Linked DNA regions of Oryctolagus cuniculus: region 1 is linked to region 2. Evidence: chromatin contacts called from public Micro-C data. All regions are on one chromosome and are shown on one strand. The core of a region is the stretch at or near the end of the contact, and the rest is flanking DNA. Distances in the headings are between cores, read along the strand shown.

Region 1 (6,185 bases), core at 2,282-4,781, 35 kb before region 2:
CACTCTGCCTGTCTAAAAATAAAAATAAATAAATAAAAATAAATAAAAAACCTTTAAAAAAAGAAATTAAAGAACAGTTGGAAGAAAAGGAACATAGGTTTATGCATCAATCAAATTAGACACTGGAAGGGGCTCTGTTGAGATATACTTTTATATTATGCTTTCCTTATTCACTCAAGGGCATTTCAAAGGACAAATGAAAACTGTGTTAGCATTTGTAACTAAGCTGTTGAGAACATTCTCCACTATTTCAATCAAGGAAGCATCCAAATGAGAAACTTTTGTAATTCAACCCCAGGATAACTTTTACCCTCAAGGAACTGGTTATCAGAATAGAAAGAGGTACTGCTTTGGCTACCAGGAAGTTCAGCCACATTGGATCCTCAATTGCCACAGCTATGTTAACCCATGTAACCACTGCACAGTCCTCCTCAAGGTCTCATATCCCATTTCCAAAGAACGGTATTTTTGTTCTTTAAGTACTCTAAACTTCCTTTCAAGGTCTGTCTGGACAAGAATACATCTGTGGTGGGCAGAGTGAGGTGCCAGCAGAAAACCTTTAGCTACCAGCCCAAGAGTACCCCAGCTGCAGAGAGATGTGTGGCAAAGCTGCCTCGCAACTTCATTTCTCCCTATGCCCTTTCCTGTCCCCCTCCAAAGCGCTGGGCCCAGGGGCACTCGCTGATAGACACTGCACACTAACCTGTCAGAGTCTGCTTCCCAAAGAACCCATCTGTGACAACACTGAACAAACTCGTGAAAAACAGAAAACATATTAGGTAGGGATGATTGGGAAACGTATTGTGAGGGTACACAATATGTTGTCCATATATATGGGAGGCAGCATAGTACTGACTCAAGAACCAGACTAAGTTTTAATCTTGTCTCTGCCACCCATTAGCTGTGTGACCACGGGCATGTCTCGTACTTTCCTCTGGGCCTCAGTTTTTCACCTGTGAAATGGGAATAATATGAACACTTGTCCAATACAGTTGTAATGAGGAAGAAATGAGACAATATGTACAAAGCAGATATGCAGTGTTTACTATATGCCAACCACTGCTCTGAACGGTTATTAAAAACCAGCTGGGAGGCCGGCGCTGTGTTGTAATATGCTAAGATTCCACCTGCGGAGCCTGCATCCCATATGGGCACCGGTTCATGTCCCAGCTTCTCCTCTTTCTATCCAGCTCTCTTCTATGGCCTGAGAAAGCAATGGAAGATGGCTCAAGTGCTTGGGTCCCTACACCCACATGGAGACCTGGAAGAGGCTTCTGGCTTTGGATCGGCTCAGGTCCGGCCATTGTGGTCATTTGGGGAGTGAACCAGCAGATGGAAGACCTTTCCCTCTGTCTCTCTCTCTCTCTCTCTCTGTAATTCTACCTCTCAAATAAAATCTTAAAAAACAAAAAACAACAACAACCACCACAAAAAAACAGCTGCAAGGCCAAGCCAACAGGGCCAGAAGAGGGCTGGGACTCTCCCCAGGCTCCAGGCCCAGGCGTGATATAGGCCAGGGCATGCTGAAGCATGAGTGTTAGCAGAAATAGGCCCATGCAAGGCTAGCCTGGATGATGTCACAGGCGTGTGCCTTGTGTGGGTGCAAGGCTGCTCCTCTCAGACAGTGCAGCTGCAGGCACTGCCAGCAACACCCACACACCCAGAGAGATGCTGAGCTGGGGGAAGCCCACACCCCAGCCACACCCTTTGTGTGCCCTGCTTTTCCTGAACCTCCTCTGATGGCAAGAGGCACCTGAGCCCTGGGATGCTGGCCCAGAAGTCCCAAGAGGAAAATGGGACCCTGTTCAGTGACTAAAGTCTGGCAGCAGACTGAAAACTCAGGCTCCTGTTGGCAGCCCCTGGGGTCCTGCCACAGAGGCAAGAGTGAAGGCACGGAAGCCTGGGGCTACATGTTGGGAAGCTCCCAGAAGAGAGGAACCTATTTCAAAGGCGCATCACAGCCTGTAGGTCGCTGCAGTTGGCACAGGAAGCTTGGAAAGAACTGCAGCACTTAGGTGCCTCATAGGAAAATGGACAAGACCAGACAGGCAGGGAGGGGCTCTACTCACTGCTCACCCCTCCCCCACACACTCTCCTTCACTGAAGAAACTCCAGCCTTCACTAAACTTAACCACCTCTTTCTGGCCTCCTGCCTGGAAAGTACCTTCCTCCAATCAACTTTTAACAGCTCACCCAGCCACCTACTCCTTCCCATCTGACCTCTGCGGAGCCACAGGGAGGCCTCCTCACTGTGTTTTCTTTTCTTCTTCTTCTTTTTTTTTAAACAGGCAGAGTTAGTAAGAGAGAGAGAGACAGAGAGAAAGGTCTTCCTTCTGTTGGTTCACCCCCCCAAATGGCTGCTATGGCTGGCATGCTGCGCCGATTCAGGAGCCAGGTGCTTCCTCCTGGTCTCCCATGCGGGTGCAGAGCCCAAGCACCTGGGCCACCCTCCACTGCCTTCCCGGGACACAGCAGAGAGCTGGACTGGAAGAGGAGCAACCGGGACAGAATCTGGCGCCCCGACCGGGACTAGAACCCGGTGTGCCAGCGCCGCAGGCGGAGGATTAGCCTAGTGAGCTGCCGCACTGGCAACCTCACTGTGTTTTCTTTCATCTGTTCTTTTCCTCTGGAGCCCTCATCACAAGTGTCTTTACAGAACAGAGTGCTTATTTGTTTAAGGTCTGTTAATCCCCCGAGGGGCTGGGCTGGATCTCCTGTTCTCCTCACGCTTCGCAGCTCAGCGACAGCGGCACTTTGAGTACAAGCCACGCTCTGACCACTAATGTTCTGCCAGGTTCCCTGTGCCAGTAGCCATCTAGCCTCATGCCCACTGACTGCTCACCACCAGGACTTACCTAAGCCAGAGGCCCTCTTGTGAGGCAGAAAACAGAGGTGGATAGGTTCAAGTCCCCAGTTGTGAGTGACGTGGCCGCTCGGTAAGTCATGTAGAACTTCTCTGAACGTCCTCATCAGTAAACTGGGGACCAGTGTCCCTGATTAGAGGGTGATTATGAGGACCACGTGTGATCAGGATCAGCCTGCCTCCCACTTCAAAGGCTTGTCACTAGGTGGCAGTCCATCTCAGCTCCCCCGCTGGCCCTTAGTTGACAGGAGCCTAGTGCTGTGAGCCTTAGGGGCCACACTTGAAGGAACCAAAAGTGCAGGAGCATGCACACACACGCAAGTTACTACCACCGCGAGATAGTCAGAGGCAGCTCCACACACCTAGTACTGGGTGCGGTTGCCTGAACACATGCTCTCCTGTCCTCACAAATCCCAACTCACCTGGATCTTTCTCCGGAAAGCTCTGCTGGGCCGCGCCTCTCTGAAATGCAGCACCTGGCGCAACACGTGTCAGGCATGCCTCCCCATGACCGCAGATGTCCTCAGTTTTCACAGCATTCAGGAAGACGAAGAGGGTGAATGATTCCAGACAGAAGCCTGCTGACGGGAGGAGAGAGAGTGAAGAAGCCAGGAGATAGGAAGGGGCCAGGCCCATCAGAACCTGCTGTGTGCCACTCAGGGCGGGAGAATAGTAGACCAGAGGTAGGTGATCATGGTTTTATTTCTTTTAAAAGATTTAAACATGGAGAACAGACGCAGGTGAGAGAGGCCACGGCCTGGTGGGCTTGCAGGCAAAGTGAACAGGCCTCGGTGGATCTGACCTGGGGCAGACAGAGGAATCGAGGTTACTGGCCAGGTTTTTGGCTTATGCAATCGAGAGGAGTTTGGTGCCATGTTCTGAGAAAGCGAAGGCTGGGGAGCCGTGTGGGAGTGTGGGTGAGGCAGCCGCATTAGGTAGCAACGTGGTGCGGACAGTGGGACGTGGAGGTGGAGGCACTGGTACCGGCGCACTGCGTGAAGTCAGGTCGCTATGGGTACTGGCCCAGGACAGAGTCCAGAGCGAGGTCAGGAAAACCAAAGTTCAGGAGCGCACCTGCAGGAGGGGTGTGAGGCAGGGCCTGAGCCCGCCTCACGGATCCGACCTGCGTCCTGCCTCGTGGGGAACGAGGGCGAGGAGCAACGGGCAACGCCAAGAGAGGGAGAGAGACAGGGCCGCTGGGGGCTACAGGTCAGGTCTCCAGACAGCGCGGGCGCGGGTTTAACGAGCCCTGCGGGGGATGCTCACGCCCGAAGCGCTTCTCCGAGGAAGGGCACCTACGCAAGGGCAGGACGGACGTGGGGTTCGCCTTCGCAAGGGCGGCCTGTGGGCCAGCTCTGCGCGGGCAGGGGGAGGGGGCGGGACAGAACGCTGTCCATCAGAGCCCGCTGACCAATCCTCGGGATGCCCCGCCCCCACTCCTCCCCGAAGAGGGCGCGCGGAGAACCCGCCTCCGCCGCCGCCGCCGCCGCCGCCGCCGCCGCGGGTGTGAGGCGGCCCGGCCTGGCCCGGTTCCCTCCGCCGGGCAATTCGCCCAGGTAATTGGGTTTGGCCAGGCGGACCCGAGGGGCGCGTCGCACCCTCACATCTTCTCCAGGTGGCTGTGCGGGCGGCGCGGAGGCTGCGGTCGGGCCTGTGCGGGACAGTGGGCGGGTGGCTTCGCGTGCACGAGCGCCTGACTGACGGGCCGGTCGGTCGCGGGCCTGCAGCCTGTGGGCGGGGCTGCCGTGCGTGACGGGGCCGGTGGAGGCCCCGCGCCCTGCCGGGGTCGCGTGAGGAAGCTCTGCGGGGCCGAGCGACGGACGGATTGCTTGAGAGCGGGGCGTACCATGGCGCCCCGCGCCCCCGCTTGCGGCCTGGCCGGGGGTCGCGGGGCGCAGGCGCGGTGGGCCGGGGGCGGGGGTCCTCCCCACGGGCGCGCGGGCGCCTTTGTTCCTGGCGCGCGGGCGGGGCGGATCCTCGGGCCGCCCCGCCTTCGGTGTTTAGGCTCCGCCCCGTGTCCGCCCGCAGGAGCCGCCGCCGGGTCCCGGTCGCCGGCCGCCTCAGCTGCCGCCTCCTCCTCCTCCTGCTCCCGGCTCCTCCGGCTTGTGCCGCCGCCGCCGCCCCCAGCGTCGGAGCCATGGCGGGCGCCGCGTCCCCTTGCGCCAATGGCTGCGCTCCCGGCGCGCCCTCGGAAGCCGAGGTGCTGCACCTCTGCCGCAGCCTCGAGGTGGGCACCGTCATGACTTTGTTCTACTCCAAGAAGTCGCAGCGGCCCGAGCGGAAGACCTTCCAGGTCAAACTGGAGACGCGCCAGATCACGTGGAGCCGCGGCGCCGACAAGATCGAGGGGGCCAGTAAGTGCCGCCCCCGGGCCCGCTGCGCGCGCGGGGCTGGCGAGGCGCGCGCGGCCGCGGCCCTCCCTGGCGACTTGGGCAAACTTTGGGCTCTCCCCACCCCCACTGGACCCGCCCCCGCCTCGGCTCCGGTGCTCACTGGGGGGCGGGGATCATCCAAATCCTCGGTCACCTGATAGGACGCCCCCTCCCCCGGCTGGGGGGACTCCTCCAGACGTCTTTCCCTGAGGCCTAAAAAATCCTGGCGGACTGGAGTCCAGCGGGGCAGGCGTCGAGCCCCTCCAGTCCCGGGAAGGAGCGGCGGTGGCGGGCGAGGGGAGCCAAGCTGCGCCCACCCTGCCCGCGATCGGGGCCCGAGGGTCACTGCCCTCCCCCTCTGCAGAAAGAGCGGTGCGAGATTCCCTGGGTCCCAAGGCTGGGCTCTTCATTGCAAGGGAACCTTTGGGTTCCCTGGGTAAAAATTAGGCAGATGTTGAGGTAGGGCTGGTTTTGAAACAGGGCTAGGCCTGCTCATCTGCTTGGGGAGGGAGAAGAAGGTGGTCCTTTCTGTCTTGGCGAAGCCTGAGAAAGGCCGCTTTTACTTGCTGCTGCTTTTGTCCCAAAGCTGAGTTTTTGGAGGCCTATGCCGGTGCCCAAAGCCGGGGCAGGCTCTTGGGTAAAGGGGCTGTGCCCTTGCACTTGGAAGCACCCACCTGAAGCTTGGCCCCAGACAGGCCAGTCCAAGTGCCTTGGCGTCAGGTACTCCTGTCTCAGAGCGGGTAGCCTGTTTGGGGTCTAGCCCTTTGTGTCCTGTGTCCGGTGGCCACAGGGAGCCGACAGTGGCTCCCCCCTTGGTTTCCTGCCTCTGTGCCTTGCCAGGCCTGAGCTTGGCTGCTTTTGCGCAGGTCTCTAGTGGGAGGAGGGGGTTAGGGGATTTTGAAAAAACCCCAGATCTTTCAGTGTGTTACTGCACTCACTGCATGCCTGAG
Region 2 (6,301 bases), core at 430-2,929:
AGCGGCCATTTGGGGAGTGAACCAGTGGAAGGAAGACCTTTCTCTCTCTCTCACTGTCTATAACTCTACCTGTCAAATAATAAAAAAAGAAAAAAAGGCAGCATCGTTGGTGGCCAGCAGAGGGCACACTGCCTCCACTTCACAGCTGCTCACCCTGTGCCTTCCCCTGGGAACCTGGGGTAAAAGGAAAGACAACCCTGGCCTCAGCTTTGGCTGTCTCACAGGTGCTGGGGGCTCGGCATCTGCCGAAGAATGGCCGAGGCATTGTGTGTCCTTTCGTGGAGATTGAGGTGGCTGGAGCAGAGTATGACAGTACCAAGCAGAAGACAGAATTTGTGGGTAGGTCTGCCTTTTCCAGGTACAACCTCCTCCTTTGGGAGGCTTTGCGGACCCTTCCCACCATTCACCCCGTCCTCTCAGGGTGGGGCCTGAAGCCGTCTGCTCTGATTTGCAGTGGACAATGGACTGAACCCGATGTGGCCCGCCAAGCCCTTCCACTTCCAGATCAGCAACCCTGAATTTGCCTTCCTGCGCTTTGTGGTATATGAAGAAGACATGTTCAGTGACCAGAACTTCCTGGCTCAGGCTACTTTCCCAGTGAAAGGCCTGAAGACAGGTGAGGTCCCTTCAAGGTAATGTTCTAGTGGGTAGGCTGGGCCCTTGCTTTCTCTCCTGGGCTGAACGCCGGTGCTGCTCCTCCCAGGATACAGAGCAGTGCCTTTGAAGAACAACTACAGTGAGGACCTGGAGTTGGCCTCTCTGCTCATCAAGATCGACATTTTCCCTGCCAAGGTAGCAGTAAGTAGGGTAGCCTGCCTGGGCTGGGCGGAGAGCCGGGCAGCGGCCTCCCCAGAGGCAGGGCTGTCGCTGACTAATGTGCACTGGCCCTTGTTGAAGCAGGAGAATGGTGACCTCAGTCCCTTTGGTAGCACGTCTCTGCGGGAACGGGGTTCAGATGCCTCAGGCCAGCTGTTTCACGGCAGAGCCCGAGAAGGTTCTTTTGAAGCCCGCTACCAGCAGCCGTTTGAGGACTTCCGCATTTCCCAGGAGCATCTTGCAGACCATTTTGATGGTCGAGAACGAAGGTGAGGGAGGCAGAGGGGCAGTGGGCAGCATAGGGGAGGGGCAGTGCAGCCAGGAAGACTGTCCAGTTTGTTGTCTGCTTCTCTTGGGGAGAAAAGCTGTAACTGTCTGCGTCGGGGCTGCACTGCTGGGCTACAAGTTCCCATTGTAAGCAAGGACGTTCTCTTCCATCCAGGGCCCCAAGGAGGACTCGGGTCAATGGAGACAGCCGCCTCTAGTTGTGCTCCCGCCTTGTTGGAGAGCAGCAGGGGTGTGCGCCTCGTGGAGCGCCGTCAGCTGGGTTCTTCGGAGCAGCCTTCCTGGTCTCGCAGCCTGGAGCCTGGATTCCAGCAGGGAATGCTAGACAACCAAGCCATTAATGAGATGTACTGTTTGGGGCCTCCAAGCCCAGCGCTGGGTGAAGGCAAAAACTGTAGTGGGTCTCGCATTAAGCACACACATCTGGCTCTGACTTCTGGAGGTGGATCCTTCGATCATGTGGGGCCAGGACCACAGCCGAAGCCCCGTGGAGTGGCTGCCTCAGCCCGCAGCACAGGAGGCTCCAAGGAGCCGCTGAGGTTCTCAAGAGTGGAGAAGAAGGAGGAGCCTTGCTGGGCCAAGGAAACAAAGTTTACATTGTCCTGTAGCTTTAAAACCACAGCTGGGCAGGGTAAGAAGCTAGACACCCCTGCAGCCAGGACAGAGGAATGCAGGGCCTGTGTGGGGAAGGGCTCTGCCCAGCCCGAGCGGAGGACACAGCACAAGGGCACATCGCCCACGGCTGGGGATACCACCTAGCCTGAAAGATAACAGGGGATCATGGTAAAAATAGCAGTATTATTTTTCTTCTCAGTGGTATTGTAGCTGAGTTAGTTCCTCCTCCTCCTCAGTCTCCTCCTGTGAGAGGGGAGCGGCAGGTCGCTGGCAGAGCTGTTTTGGAAGCTGAGAGGCGTGCTCAGAGAGGAGGAGCAGGTGGGCAGAGAGGACGCAGCCAGGCCTATTCTGGTGGGGTTTGTTGTTTAAGGCAAAGATGACTCGGTGTGCTTTCTCTTAGGAATGAGAAAGGGATTAAGAAGCTGCCTGTCTCGTGGGGAGGTGTGAAGACAGGCAGGTGCAGGATGGAGCTGCCGCATTACTGCAGCTTCTGCCTAGTCACAAATAAGATGGAAAGGTTTGGAAAGGCAGCCCCCACCTGAGGACAGAAACGGGTCCAGGCCCGTGGGCGCAAAGGTGCCTCATAGTACAGCCAGCATCCAGCACACGCAAACCCACTGCCCGTGGCTGGGCTCTGGGTTGGCCATTTGCTAGTTCTCTTGCCCTCTTAAAATCTGACTGCCAAATAAATCATCCTCATGTCCCTTTTCCTTTAACTTGTATGTTTTTGGGGAGCCCAGGAAGGCCTGTCCCTGAGTAGTTATTCAGCGGTTGAAGCAGGTAAGTAGTTTCGGGAAGCTTCTTGGGTCCAGCATGTCTTCCCTTCCTCTGGGCTAACATTAGACATGGGGCCACTCTCTCCCAGCCTGTCCTCTGCCAGTGTGACTGGATAGCATGCATTTCCTTGCTGGAATCCACGCTCCAGCCGGCTTTGATGGTGGGTGAGGAGCGACCAGCACCCTCTTCTGGTTCTACAGAAACCTGTCGTTTCAGACAAGAAGCTTTCAAGGGTGTGTTGCCAGGTGCCACTCTGGTTGCCTCTGTAACTCGGAACCCAAATCTCCATGCCTGGAGCACTGGTTGGAAAGGGCCTTTTCCCACAGTTCTGTTTTTGTAGTGGTTTGTGCTAGAGTTGGACAAAGATGATGCCACTCTTTTTTTTTTTTTTTTTGACAGGCAGAGTTAGGGGGAGAGAGAGAAGGATCTTCCTTTTCCGTTGGTTCACCCCCCCAAGTGGCTGCTATGGCCAGCGCGCTGCCCCGATCCGAAGTCAGGAGCCAGGTGCTTCTCCTTGTCTCCCATGCGGGTGCAGGGCCCAAGCACTTGGGCCATCCTCCACCGCCCTCCCGGGCCACAGCAGAGAGCTGGACTGGAAGAGGGGCAACCGGGACAGAATCCGGCACCCCAACCAGGCCTAGAACCCGGGGTGCCGGTGCCACAGGTGGAAGATTAGCCTAGTGAGCCGTGGCGCCGGCCACCACTCTGTTTTTAAATGTTGCATGTGATGCCCTGAACTGGATCTGACAGCCACAGTGCTCAGGTTCTGGCTGGCCTGGGGCTTTCTTCCCAGGGCTTTACAGCTTCTGCTCAGAGAGGGGGTAGGAGGAGGGAACTTGGGCTCTCATGATCCATGTTTTCCTACTGCAGATTCTTGTGCACCAGGGAGAAAACATTCCTAATCAGGGAAGGAGGAAGTCCGCTGGCCCTTCAGTTGGGGCCCACCTGTGTTGTCTTTATTGGCAATGACCCCAGAGTTCATTGGTTACTGAGTTCTGGAACATGGCCTGGGGGAAGCACAGCCCTGTTCCCTAAGGCGGCTTCTCAGACCCCTGGCGCACCTATCTTGAGCTCCTGACAGCGTACACTTTGCTTCTTCCTGCAAACGTTTGGCTCTTCCTAATGGAAAATATGGCAGTCCTCAGTCTCACCAATTTAAACATGAATTTCCTGCAGAGTGGCCCAGGAGGTGCAGCAGGGTGGAGTGTGTGTGCTGATGGGGCTGGACTCTCACCTGGGCCCGAATGTCTTGGCATCCAGCAGTGGCTTGCTTCACCCCACACATGCGGGCTGTGTCCAGTGCACAAATTGATTAGCACTGCTCTCCACCCACAAGGCTGTAACCCAGGGAGTCTCGGCCTTGGGAAGCTTCTGAAAAGTAACAGTGCCTGGGGCCTTAGCTCCAAGGTAATTTTGTCAGAGGGAGGCAAAGTCACTGATCCCAGGGGTGCTGGCAAAATGAGCGGATTCCCTTGCAGCCTCCAGGCTCTCCTGTCTGCATCCTAAGACTGTTCCTGGCTGGAGAGCAGGTTCAAAGCAATAGATGGTCACTTTGTCCCCAAGGGACACACACAGGCAGCATTGCCCCGGGGTTCAGCAACATTGTCTCCTGCCACAAGACCAGTGAAGGCAGGAGCAGTTTCTAACCTCAGTTGAGGAAATTGCCACCAACAATTAACTGTGGTCATGAGCAGAAAGAGCAGGGGCCTCACTCCTGACCAGAAGCATCACTGGAGAGCTGGGCCTGGGGCAAGAAACTCCCTGTTTAACCCGAGTCCAACATCTTCCTGTATCACTTATGTTGGCAGGGTGGGGCCACACCAACACACCATCATGTTATCCCACTGAACTAGCTCAGTGGGCAGAATGGGGTTGTGGATCAAGCTCTGTCAGCCGGAGGGCCAGTGTGGGTGTGCCGTTGCCACTGCCAGAGGCTGTGCCCGCCACGGGCCCAGCTAACGAGCTGCAGGGTTCCACAGCACTCTGGTCTGGCTCTTCAGCTTCAGCACAGCTGAGTCCCCAAGACAGGCTGGCCTCGGGCTCCAGAAGGAGAGTGAGGAGCAGGCCCCGGTATCTACCTGGGACCAGAATCACCACTGTGCCTTGGCATGTGCCCCAGGGGTTTTGTGTTTATTTCAGGGGCACCCTTCAGTTTCTGCCACAGGCACTTGGGACTACCCCACAAACCCTGTCGCCTGATTCCTCCAGGAGGCCTCTGGGTCCTTAGCGCGTATTCATCAGTCCCCTCAGCAAGTGCGAGCTCTGCTTGTCGGCTCTTCACTCCCAGCAGGGTAGACAAACGCCACACCACGCCAGCGTCTCACGAGAGCCCTGGTGTCTCCAGATCTGCCTTTGCCCTTTCAGCACAGTTTCTAAAACAACAGCTCCTTCACAGAGAACTCCTGACAGTGACCTCAGCGATGCCAGCCTCAGGGAACCGGAAGCTCCTCTGAAGTGCGCTGAGGGAAACTGGCTGCTTGTGCATCAGTTTAAGGTCAGTCTTGGCCACAGAGCAAGTCAGCAGATAGTGTTCTGAGCTTGTTTGCCCTGACCTCCCACATAGACGAAGGCAGCAGATGTAAAATGTATTTACATTTTTATTTAGGAACAATCAAAGGGCTTGAAGTACCATGGAGGCCCATTTCAAACTGTACAAGCAATTTGTCCCTGTTCCCCTCCCTTATCCAAATCCACAGATACAAAAATCTAGGAAATGTGCAATTTGCATCTTAGAAATAGCAGCATCCCCACAGGGGACCTTGTGAGGCCTGGAGACTGAGCCCAGGGAGGGCAGCCCCACTCGGCACAACCCGCGTCCAAACCAAAGGCACGTTGTGTCCTGTAAACACTGACCCCGGGTCCAGAATTCCCAGGGCTCCCCGCAGATCTCAATGCTAGGACTGTGCCGCTTCCTTCGTTTGGGGTCTGAGGGTTGGCCACAGTAGGGGTGGGGCCCTCTCGCACTGTCAGTTTGGCTAAAGTTTCAGTTTGCTTTTCACTTAGCACCAGGATGATCACTTCTTCGGCTATCTCTGGGAGGCAGGAAGTGCAGCAAAGGCAGGCTGCTCCCCAGTCCTCCCCAGTCACACCTCAGCAGGGTTTGCATTGAAGACCAGAACGCAGACAGGGGCTAGCGTGCAGGGACTGGGACTTGGTCAGGAAGGGATCTGCAAACCTTTGGCAACCTCCCTGACTTCCACAAAGGCTGTGCTCAGTGAAACTCAATGAACAATGGCCAGCAGAGGAAAGAGGAGGGTTGGCTTGATTTTTAAATAACAGTTATGGCACAGTCTGACCTCCCCGAAACAGCTGAACAAAGTGGCTGCTCAGACGTGCGGTGGGAGCTTGCACAAGGGTGCCCACTTCCCTCGCCCAGTTTCATGAGGAGCAGTCCTATTATAGTGCCAGGTCCCTGCTAAGGAGGGGGTGCCAGCTCTGAGAGTGCCATCAGGCTCTGGCCCCATGTCAAGCAAACTGCAAGAGACAGCTGGGCGGGCACGCACCAGGGATGAATGAGAAGAATCTTGAAGCACAAATCACAAGACTCGTAGGTACCACGTGGTGGATTTTCATTCTTTCACAGTGATTCTACTGGCTGGGATTTCCTCCCAGGAAAGACCAGTCTTCTCATAGTGACTCAACAACCTGTATCCTAGACAATTTCACCTTCAACTGCAGTCACAACAAGTAATCCTCAACTGTCCATTTATAAAGAAGGAAATGAAAAAGCAATGACCAGGAAAAGCTGCTCATCCGCGCATGCACCATGTCCACCACCCACCCTCCCCGAGCCGGTCTGAAGGAACAG

Evidence for each region. A called contact is a pair of places that touch in the nucleus more often than the background predicts.
Region 1: a Micro-C map of ear pinna shows a contact between it and region 2, with 1.8 times the contacts expected there. The contact joins the promoter of PLCG1 here to the enhancer-like site in region 2. A contact is called at or near these places in 2 of 6 Hi-C or Micro-C datasets (ear pinna and skin fibroblasts).

The regions. Positions count from the first base shown.
Region 1 is chr11:17,799,635-17,805,819 of mOryCun1.1, reverse strand. PLCG1 (phospholipase C gamma 1) reads left to right here and starts at 3,531. Exons shown (of 33, transcript XM_070051835.1): 1 at 3,531-3,546; 2 at 4,892-5,217. The coding sequence starts at 5,001.
Region 2 is chr11:17,763,154-17,769,454 of mOryCun1.1, reverse strand. It overlaps PLCG1 (phospholipase C gamma 1), which reads left to right. Exons shown (of 33, transcript XM_070051835.1): 29 at 225-339; 30 at 455-616; 31 at 704-798; 32 at 898-1,085; 33 at 1,259-6,301. The coding sequence ends at 1,301. It overlaps ZHX3 (zinc fingers and homeoboxes 3), which reads right to left. Exons shown (of 4, transcript XM_051846104.2): 4 at 5,073-6,301. Among named protein-coding and RNA genes, the nearest start is that of PLCG1, 36 kb to the left of the region's middle. Within about 2 kb of position 1,679, at least 3 of the 8 cell types and tissues checked have an H3K27ac peak or open chromatin away from gene starts, as enhancers often do. A contact at or near this core is called in ear pinna, where this site is marked.